Linked DNA regions of Mus musculus: regions 1 and 2 are each linked to region 3. A link is a contact called in public HiChIP or PLAC-seq and promoter capture Hi-C data. All regions are on one chromosome and are shown on one strand. Each heading gives the region's core, a stretch centred on a gene start, on an enhancer-like site or on the middle of the called end of the contact. The rest is flanking DNA. Distances are from core to core; before and after follow the strand shown.

What was found. Promoter capture Hi-C pulls out the DNA fragments that hold promoters and counts their contacts. HiChIP or PLAC-seq counts read pairs in DNA pulled down with a chosen protein or histone mark.
Region 1: a promoter capture Hi-C map of liver shows a contact between it and region 3, with 2.7 times the contacts expected there. The contact joins the promoter of Elmo3 here to the promoter of Slc12a4 in region 3. A contact is called at or near these places in 2 of 39 promoter capture datasets (both in liver).
Region 2: an H3K4me3 HiChIP or PLAC-seq map of embryonic stem cells shows a contact between it and region 3, with 7 read pairs. The contact joins the promoter of Cdh1 here to the promoter of Slc12a4 in region 3. A contact is called at or near these places in 1 of 39 promoter capture datasets (embryonic stem cells), 1 of 484 Hi-C or Micro-C datasets (embryonic stem cells) and 1 of 115 datasets of contacts at active chromatin or transcription factors (embryonic stem cells).

Annotation. Positions count from the first base shown.
Region 1 is chr8:105,304,317-105,307,016 of GRCm38.p6, reverse strand. Elmo3 (engulfment and cell motility 3) reads right to left here and starts at 1,416. Exons shown (of 20, transcript NM_172760.3): 1 at 1,188-1,416; 2 at 1,010-1,050; 3 at 830-902; 4 at 589-639; 5 at 252-421; 6 at 64-163. The coding sequence starts at 1,265. E2f4 (E2F transcription factor 4) reads right to left here. Exons shown (of 10, transcript NM_148952.1): 9 at 2,540-2,584; 10 at 1,647-2,444. The coding sequence ends at 2,329.
Region 2 is chr8:106,601,979-106,604,678 of GRCm38.p6, reverse strand. Cdh1 (cadherin 1) reads right to left here and starts at 1,329. Exons shown (of 16, transcript NM_009864.3): 1 at 1,137-1,329; 2 at 272-392. The coding sequence starts at 1,184.
Region 3 is chr8:105,964,780-105,967,479 of GRCm38.p6, reverse strand. It overlaps Slc12a4 (solute carrier family 12, member 4), which reads left to right and starts at 1,365. Exons shown (of 24, transcript NM_009195.3): 1 at 1,365-1,555. The coding sequence starts at 1,441.

The sequences.
Region 1 (2,700 bases), core at 167-2,666, 660 kb after region 3:
GTCATTGTCATTCATGAGGGCTAAATGCTGGTACTGCCCCATTGCCCCTGGACAAGGACACACCTTCCTGACAAAGGAGATGCTGAGTGTCTCCCAGGACACTACACCGTGTTCCATGAGCTCCAAGAAAGCCCTTAGACCAAGGGCCAGCATCTCCCCTAGGCTACAGAGAACATCTGGGGATGAGTAGGATCAGAGCAAGATTTCCAAGCCCTACCACGTCCTCCAGTCCACCTGGGCCCTGTGCTCACTCATCCCCATTTTCAATGATGGTGCTTAGTTTCTGAAGCCCATCACGACTGATGACCTCCTGGGCAAAGGTCATGTCTGAGGCCAGCAGGACCAGGTTTCTCAGGACTTCACAGCACCCTTCACGACTTGTATTCTGCAGTCTACCCAGTAGCTGCTGGGCCTTCAGATCCTGCCAGGAGCAGTAGAGGAAAGATGGATGTGGTTAGAGAATGTTACCCCTACAACTGGAGCTGTGATGGTCTGGGTGCCCACTAGGTAGGGCACTAAGGAGCTGGGGCCTCCGAACCAGCTGCAGAGGGGGAGGAAGGGAGAGGAGAGGGCTGAAGGGAACATTACTGGGGCAGTGCTGAGACACAGGATGCTTCCATTCTTGATCTCCAAGCGGTTCTGGAGGGAACAGCAGAAAGGAGCACAGTTAAGGAGGGCTCTGTGAAATAGTCACCCGGCTCATCCACTGGTGGGGTTGGGGTTGTCAGTACAAGAGCTCACATTCAGAGCAGGGAGAATGAAACCATGGAATCGAAACCAGGTGGGTTAAAGGGATCCTGAGGAATGTGGGGCTAGGAGGGGGGCTCACATTCTCTGTGATGTATTTCCTGTGCCCATCAGCAAACTGCAGGGCATAGTGCTCCGGATGAGTCAGGCTCCACCTGTGTTGGGGGGGGGGGGGCGGGCAGGAAGCTGCCAGGGACGTCCAGGAGCGCCTCTCCCACCTGCCCCTCCCCCACTTTGCCCAGGCTTGCGGCACAGCACTTACGCGTCACACACCTCCTTCAGTACAGTGGCCAGGGGCTTTGCCTGTAAGTGGAGTTGTCACTCAAGTTGCGACGGTAAAGAGTTGGGGTGAGGGACTTCTGGGAGGGGTGGGCTGGGCTGGCCAGAGGGAAAAGGAACAACCCAGAAGCGAGAGGCGGAGTTTGGACAGTCCCATTGACCTGGTCTAGCTGGATAAGCTGTGGGATGGCGTCAGACATCTGAACAGCAATCTTCACCACATTCCGCGGGGGCGCCATAGTCCAGCCGCGGTGGCCGCTGGCACTTGGCACTAATGTGCCACCTCCCGCCGAGAGTGCACCCGGTCTAGGGTCTAGGACTTGTAGCCTGCACTCACAGCCCAGGTTCCCACTCCTGATCGGGCTCCGAGGCCTTCCCAAAGGAGCCTGTTAGTTCCGGGTTAATCTCAGGGGTAGGAGGGTAAGACCCCGCCTGCCCTGCCCTGCTCCGCCCCGTAGAGGCCTGCCTGGCCCCGCCCCACACCAAGGTGCAGCAGGTAGAGGCTGTGGCAGCAGGCTTCCTACACAGCAGCCACACCTCCCATTCCAGTAAGGTGACCCACCCAGTCTCAGCAACAATCCAGCGTCCCAGGTAGGGGCCCCAAAGAACCAGATCAGAGATAGCCTTAGGCATGTCTTTATTCACTTGAATGCTGTACAAATATTACATTTCCTTTTGTTGAAAAAAGTATAAAAATAATCTTTATATAGGAATTCATTCGTTACTGTAAATCTTTCTAAATCTCTGCAATGGCTCTAAATGAGGGTAAGTGAATAAGTGGAAGTGAAGGGAGATGGGGGTGGGTGGGCAGGAGCTGGAGCCATTCTTAGGTACCAACCCTCCCAGACTCCTAGCTAGACACAGCAATTCCTTATTAACCCCCTCCACCATGACTGCCCAGAGATCCCAGGACTCTCAGGGAGCATCCGAGATGTCCAGAGGCTGCAGGGTGAGCAGGTGGGAAAGGAAAGGTGATGGTAGGCAACCACCCAGCACCACCCTCTCTCTGAACCTCCTTCATAGTGACTGGTAGGAACAAGGCAGAGGTGCCACTGAGGGGCAGCTGAGCCTGGCTGGGGAAGGCTCCATGTAGAGAGGGCTAAGCTCTCTGCCCAGCTATGCTAGCACAGTCACAAGTGCCAGTGCAAGACAGGAGAGCACAGCCCGAACTGAGCGACCAGAAAAGGCTGAGTAAGCCAAGAGTTGGGCTCTTGGGGTTAGGGTGGGGGTGGGGGGCAGTCCCTAGTTGGCTCCAGGCCCAGACAGTCTGGGTTGCAGCTGCACAGGACATGTCCCTGTCAGTCAGAGTTTGAGAACAGGAACATCAAAGAGATCACAGACACCTTCACTCTCGTCCAGGTTGTAGATGTAATCGTGGTCTCCGGGAGGTGGAGAAAGTCGGAGGAGGGGGGCAAACACTGCAGAAAGCATTAGGCTGAGGTCTTAGGCCAAGACCCCCAGCAGTCACCCACCCCCTTGCTCACAGCTACCCTTATCTTCCTGGGCTACCCACCTTCTGAAGACATCAGTTCTTCCAGCAGCTCGGAGCTCATGCACTCTGGGAATGAACACAATTCATTCAGATTCTGGCTCTTGCGCCTCCACCCACCAAAGCCCAGGAATGAGACCCCCACACAGGCCCATTAGGAACCTCACCCTTTTTCTGGGATACCC
Region 2 (2,700 bases), core at 80-2,579, 640 kb before region 3:
GGCGGTCTGAAATGATAGACCGGCTCCAGTAATCAGTTGGAGGAATACCGATGACCTCTAAATACCCTTGGCCCATTTCTGCCCCGTATAAATAGCAGAGCCAGACATATCTACCTTGATCAACCACAATCGATAAATAAGACTCCCAAATCTGCCGTAAATTCCAAGGAAGAGTTTTGTCCATTCCACCCTACCAGCATGGTAGCACGATTTCTTGGCGCCTTCACTACCCGACCCCACTCGGCCGAGTAACACCATCAGTTTCCCTTACCTCTGCCCAGGACATGGCCTCTCTCCAGGTGCCTCTCCGGCACCGGGAAGGTGTAGACCTCGGAACTGAAGCCGGGACTGCAGGACTCAGGCTCCAGCTCCTGGCAAAGCCATGAGGAGACCTGGGATGGAGGTAAAGTAAGCAAACTGGTGACTTGAGGGGGTTCCCAGCAGCCCACACCGAAACCAAGGGTAACCCTTCCCTCGCCTCGGGCGCCGGGATTAGTGGGGAGGACCCCCCTCAGGGCACACAGGGACGCTATCCGCTCATCCCGAAACCAGCCGCCAAGCTCCAAAAGCCTTTGGGGGAGGGGACATCTGGGGCCACCACCTGGCAACCTAGTCCACCTTCCTCTCCTAGCTCCATTTGCATCTCACTGGAGACGCCTTGACTCTTCCGGACACCACTTTCCTTCGACCGCGAACGGTCTCAACGCACACCCGCAGACTCCTCTCGGGTACCCCAATCTACGGTCCCTCCCTAACAGGACAGGTGCTTTTATAATACTAAAATCCCTTCCCTTATCTCGGATCGTCCGCGCTACTTCAGCACCCCACCTTCTACAGGCAGGCCCCCATCCTGCTCCACGCCTCCTCTGTCTCAAACAGGGACCCTGCTCAACCCGGGGACCCGGGAGCCGGCAGCGTGGCGCGCCCCCACCTGGGAACCTGCGCCAGAGGCGACCACTCCGCGCCCGCCTGGACCTCCCTCCCACTCCACCGCACTCAGCCCCGCACCGCGCAGCGCCCAGGGCGATCTGGCCCTCCGGATCCCAACTTTCTTGGAAGAAGGGAAGCGGGACCACAGCCGGCAGAAAAACACAGCGAAGCGGATCATGGGGCACGAGTCAGGACCCTCCACATACCTGCAGCAGGAGCAGGAGCGCGGAAAAGCTGCGGCACCGGGCTCCCATGGCGGACCCGGCAGACGCCGAGCAAACACTGAGCTCGGGTGCGGTCGGGCAGGGCCGGGTTAGGCCGGGCAGGAGTCTAGCAGAAGTTCTTGGGAACTCAGTAGTGCGCCGCGGCTCCCACACCAGTGAGCAGCGCAGAGGCTGCGGCCGCCAGGTGAGCCCGCAGGCACCGCCCCCGGCGCCGCTGATTGGCTGGGGACGCACCTGCAGGTGGCAGCCAAGGAACTGCAGGGCCCTCAACTTCCTCCACCCCTGTCTGTAGTTGGTGGCATGGGGCCGGCCTTAGAAGACTTCCCAGCTTCCTATTCCACGGTCGTTCGAATCCTAGCCTAGCTGTGCTCTGACCCACGGAGACATGGAGTTACAAAGGACTTTATTCATCATCTAGGTTTCCGTTTTGTTTCTTATGTTTTTATTTTCTTTGGTTGGATGAGTTTGTTTGCTTAGGGATTTTAAATGACATTTTAACATGGGGGGAGGGGTGCGTGCGCGGGCGAGAGCGCGATCCTGTGCTCGCAAACGCACGTGCCACAGACCGATTGTGGAGATAAGACGACAGCCTTCAAGAGTCAATTCTCTTCTTCCACCAAGAGGGTCTTGGGATTGCATTGCCGCCATTGGCCTTTACTGACTGAGCTATTTCTCCGACGGTTTTATTTTGTTTGGTAGCTTTTTTGTTTGTTTGTTTTCCAACTCAGGTGGGCCTGGAATTGTCTTAGTCTTAGCCATCCTCCTGTTTCAGTCTCCCGAATGCTGGGATTGCACAAGTGGGGTACCAGACCAGGCTAATCTAATTTTCTAACACCTGACCGGCTCCCTTTTGAGACATAGCCTTGCTATGTAGCCCAGCATGGCTTTAAACTCATCATTGTTCAAACTCAGCCTTCTCACTTCTGGGATGGAGCTACAGGTACCCACTACCTTACTGCCCGGCTAAAATCTGTTCTCTTAACTTCAGTTCTCAGGACTAGGTAACCCAGACTGGCTTTGACCTTGGGACCCCCAAGTAGCAGCATCCTATGCATCCCACATCCATCAGGTTTTTTGTTTTGTTTTGTTTTGTTGTTGTTGCTTTTTATTTTAAATCTTTTACTTACATTGTTCTCCCTCCGTGTATGTCTATGTGAGGGTATCAGATCTCCTGGAACTGGAATTACAGACAGCTGTAACTACCATGTGGTTGCTGGGATTTGAACCTGGGTCCTTTGGAAGCAGCCAGTGCTCTCAACCACTGAGCCATCTCTCCAGCCCTCCTCATCAGTTGTTCTGTTGGGTTTTATTTTTTAATAATTTATTTTGTTTATGTGTATTGGTGTGAGGATGTCAGGTCCCTTGGAACTAGAATTACAGCCAGTTGTGAAATGCCATGGGGGTGCTGGGATTTGAACCCGGTCCTTTCGAAAGGCAGTCAATGCTCTCAACCGCTGAGCCATCTCTCCAGCCCTCTCCCATCTGAGCTGGAAGAGATGTTACTCAAATCTGTTATTTACCTACAACTTGATATCGTGTAGCAAGT
Region 3 (2,700 bases), core at 116-2,615:
GTAAATTTAAATGTGTGTGTGTGTGTGTGTGTGTGTGTGAACCCTGGTACAGTCTGAGGGAGCTGGAGGGCATCAGATCCCCTGGAGCTAGAGACATATGCAGTCATAAGCTACCTGATGTGGGTGCTGGGGACTGAACTTGGGTCTGGGGCAAGAACAACAAAAGCTTGTAACCAGTGAGCCTTCTATACAGAGAGTGCAGGATAGGAGATGCAGAGCCGAGAGCACGCGCGCACAGCTGGAAAGCAGTTAAAGGTGCCAGAAAGAGAGGGAGGCCGATTGCAGCCCGGAAGAGCTGACTGGGAAGGGTTAGTTGTTGAGCTGCTTCAGGGAGGTCCTAGCCGAGCGGCCCACCCAGGCAGTTGGGGCTGGCGGGTGGCAGCAGAGGGCGCGGATTCTAGAGTCAGCCCAAATTCTAAAGGCTACACCAGAAAGGGAGAAAGAATGGAGATAGAGCAGAAAGATGAGCCCTGGAGCTTTCTGATAGGAAGGAAGCGGGGTGGGGTGGGGGAAGAGGCCAAAAGAACAACTCAGAAAGATAAAAATTCTCAAGTCAAGGCGACTAGGTAAGTTATCTGAGTGTGAAAGAAGTTAGCACCAAGAAAGGAAAGGACTCGGGTGCAGGAACCTCCAGGAGGTGAGGTTATGAAGGAGCAAGTTCAAATGAGATAACTGGGCTATCCCAAAGTGTCGATGAGGGATGGGCCGGTGTAACCTCTAGCGAGGAGGGAGCGGACTCCTCTAGGAAGGGCATACGATCTTCAACCACCTGCTAAGGGAGAGGCTGCAGCGAGCAGAACTGAGGGAGAGACCGTAGGCTACCAAAGTCCTGGAGAAGCGTTAGAGAGAAATGATGGTAATGGAAGAGTATGTATGTGAGGGTGATGAAAGACTTGAGGAGGTTTGGGGTGGTCACTGTGACATTGACCAGGTCCTGCTAGCTTTCCCGCTATGGAAGAGTATGTATGTGAGGGTGATGAAAGACTTGAGGAGGTTTGGGGTGGTCACTGTGACATTGACCAGGTCCTGCTAGCTTTCCCGCTAAATAACAAAAAGTGACTGAGAGCTAATTAGATTCAGGGAACAGAGCCAGTGCACCCTGCGCCCCGTCTCACCATCATAATACCCCTAAAAGTTAAAATACTTTCCCTCACTTTATTAAGTATCGCATTTGGGGCTCAGAGAGGGCAACCCCTTACCCAAAGACACACAGGAACCCTACCCTCCAGCAGCTAGAGTACTTCGTTCCCGGGGTCCTCTCATCCCCCCTCGGGGAGGAGCCGACCCGAGCCCCTCCTGCTCCCCGCCCCCGAGGGGCGGCCCGGGGGGCGGGTGGAGGAAGTGAGCGCAGCGGGGTGGAATGCGAGCGGGCGGGGCGGGCCAGCCTGGGGCGGCGGGGACTGCCGGCTGGAGGCCGGGACCGCGGGCCAAGCGCGCGCGATGCCTCACTTCACCGTGGTGCCGGTGGACGGGCCGCGACGCGGCGACTATGACAACCTCGAGGGGCTCAGTTGGGTGGACTACGGCGAGCGCGCCGAGCGGGAAGACTCGGACGGTGAGGGTGCGCCCGGCGGGGGCTGTGGCCGGGACGGGGGGCATCTACACGGGACTCGCGCCTTCGGACCGCGCGCGCAGACGTCCATGCAGGACTCCACTTTTCTTGCTCCTTGCGCGCTCAGACCGATGAGTCTTTTTGGTCCGGGACTCCCGGGCTAGGTCGTCCTCCACCCACTCCCAGCTCCTCCCCCGAGGGCCGCGGGCGGGGGCTGCAGACGTGGCCGCCTTGGGAGGCCGGGTAACGGGCTGCCTTGCTTAGGCTGGCGCCGAACGCGCCACGGGTCTGGGTCCAATGGAAGCCTGGATTGTAGCTTCCTCACTTTCTGTGAATCGCCCCCATCCTCTTGAGTGTCACCCTCTCTTCCTCTATGACTCACCGCCCCTCTCTTGTCCTTTCCCTACCCCTGCCTCCTTGCACACTGGCCCGGTAGGAGCAAAGGGTGTGCTCGCTGAAGAGCCTGTGTTGGCCTTGGTCTACGTAGATCTGTGCGTATCATGGACACCTAGGGAGCAGTCACACGGGGCCAGGCTTGTCTAGGCACTGTACATGAAGCAACTCGCTTTAATCCTCCCAACCTCCCCCATGGGACAGGTTCTGTTACTCGCACTTAGGAAGGAGTGAAGGGCGGTGGGGAAGAGTTATGTAACTTGTTCCAGTGGGATTCAAACCCGGATATGAGAATGTAGTGCCTTAACCTAGGTATCAGGGCTGGTTATAGAGGTAAACCCTTTCTCCCTTCCAGTGCCCCATCTCTCCATCTTCCACCCACGGAGGCTCCTCACACTTGGAATGGGAACGGTCCTGGTTATATGTGTCTGTCTGTATAGCTGTCCAGGCATGTGTAAATGCACGTGTGTCGCTGAGTATCACAGGGTCAGGTCAGGACGTCCTTATGGCTACTGTTTCCAGGAAGGCTGCCAGTGATGAGCCTGGTGCTATGATAACAAATGCCTGTGATGTCTGAGGCTGACCGTGATAGAAAGGTGTAGGAAATGTGTGTTGTGTCTGGTGATGGTATCGGAGGCTATCTGATAGGTCTGTGATGGTGACATGCTTGAGGGGTAGTCTGTGCTTCATGTGAACGGTGACTGAATGACCTGCCTGCCATGTGGACATACAGGCCAGGGGCATGGACTGCAGAT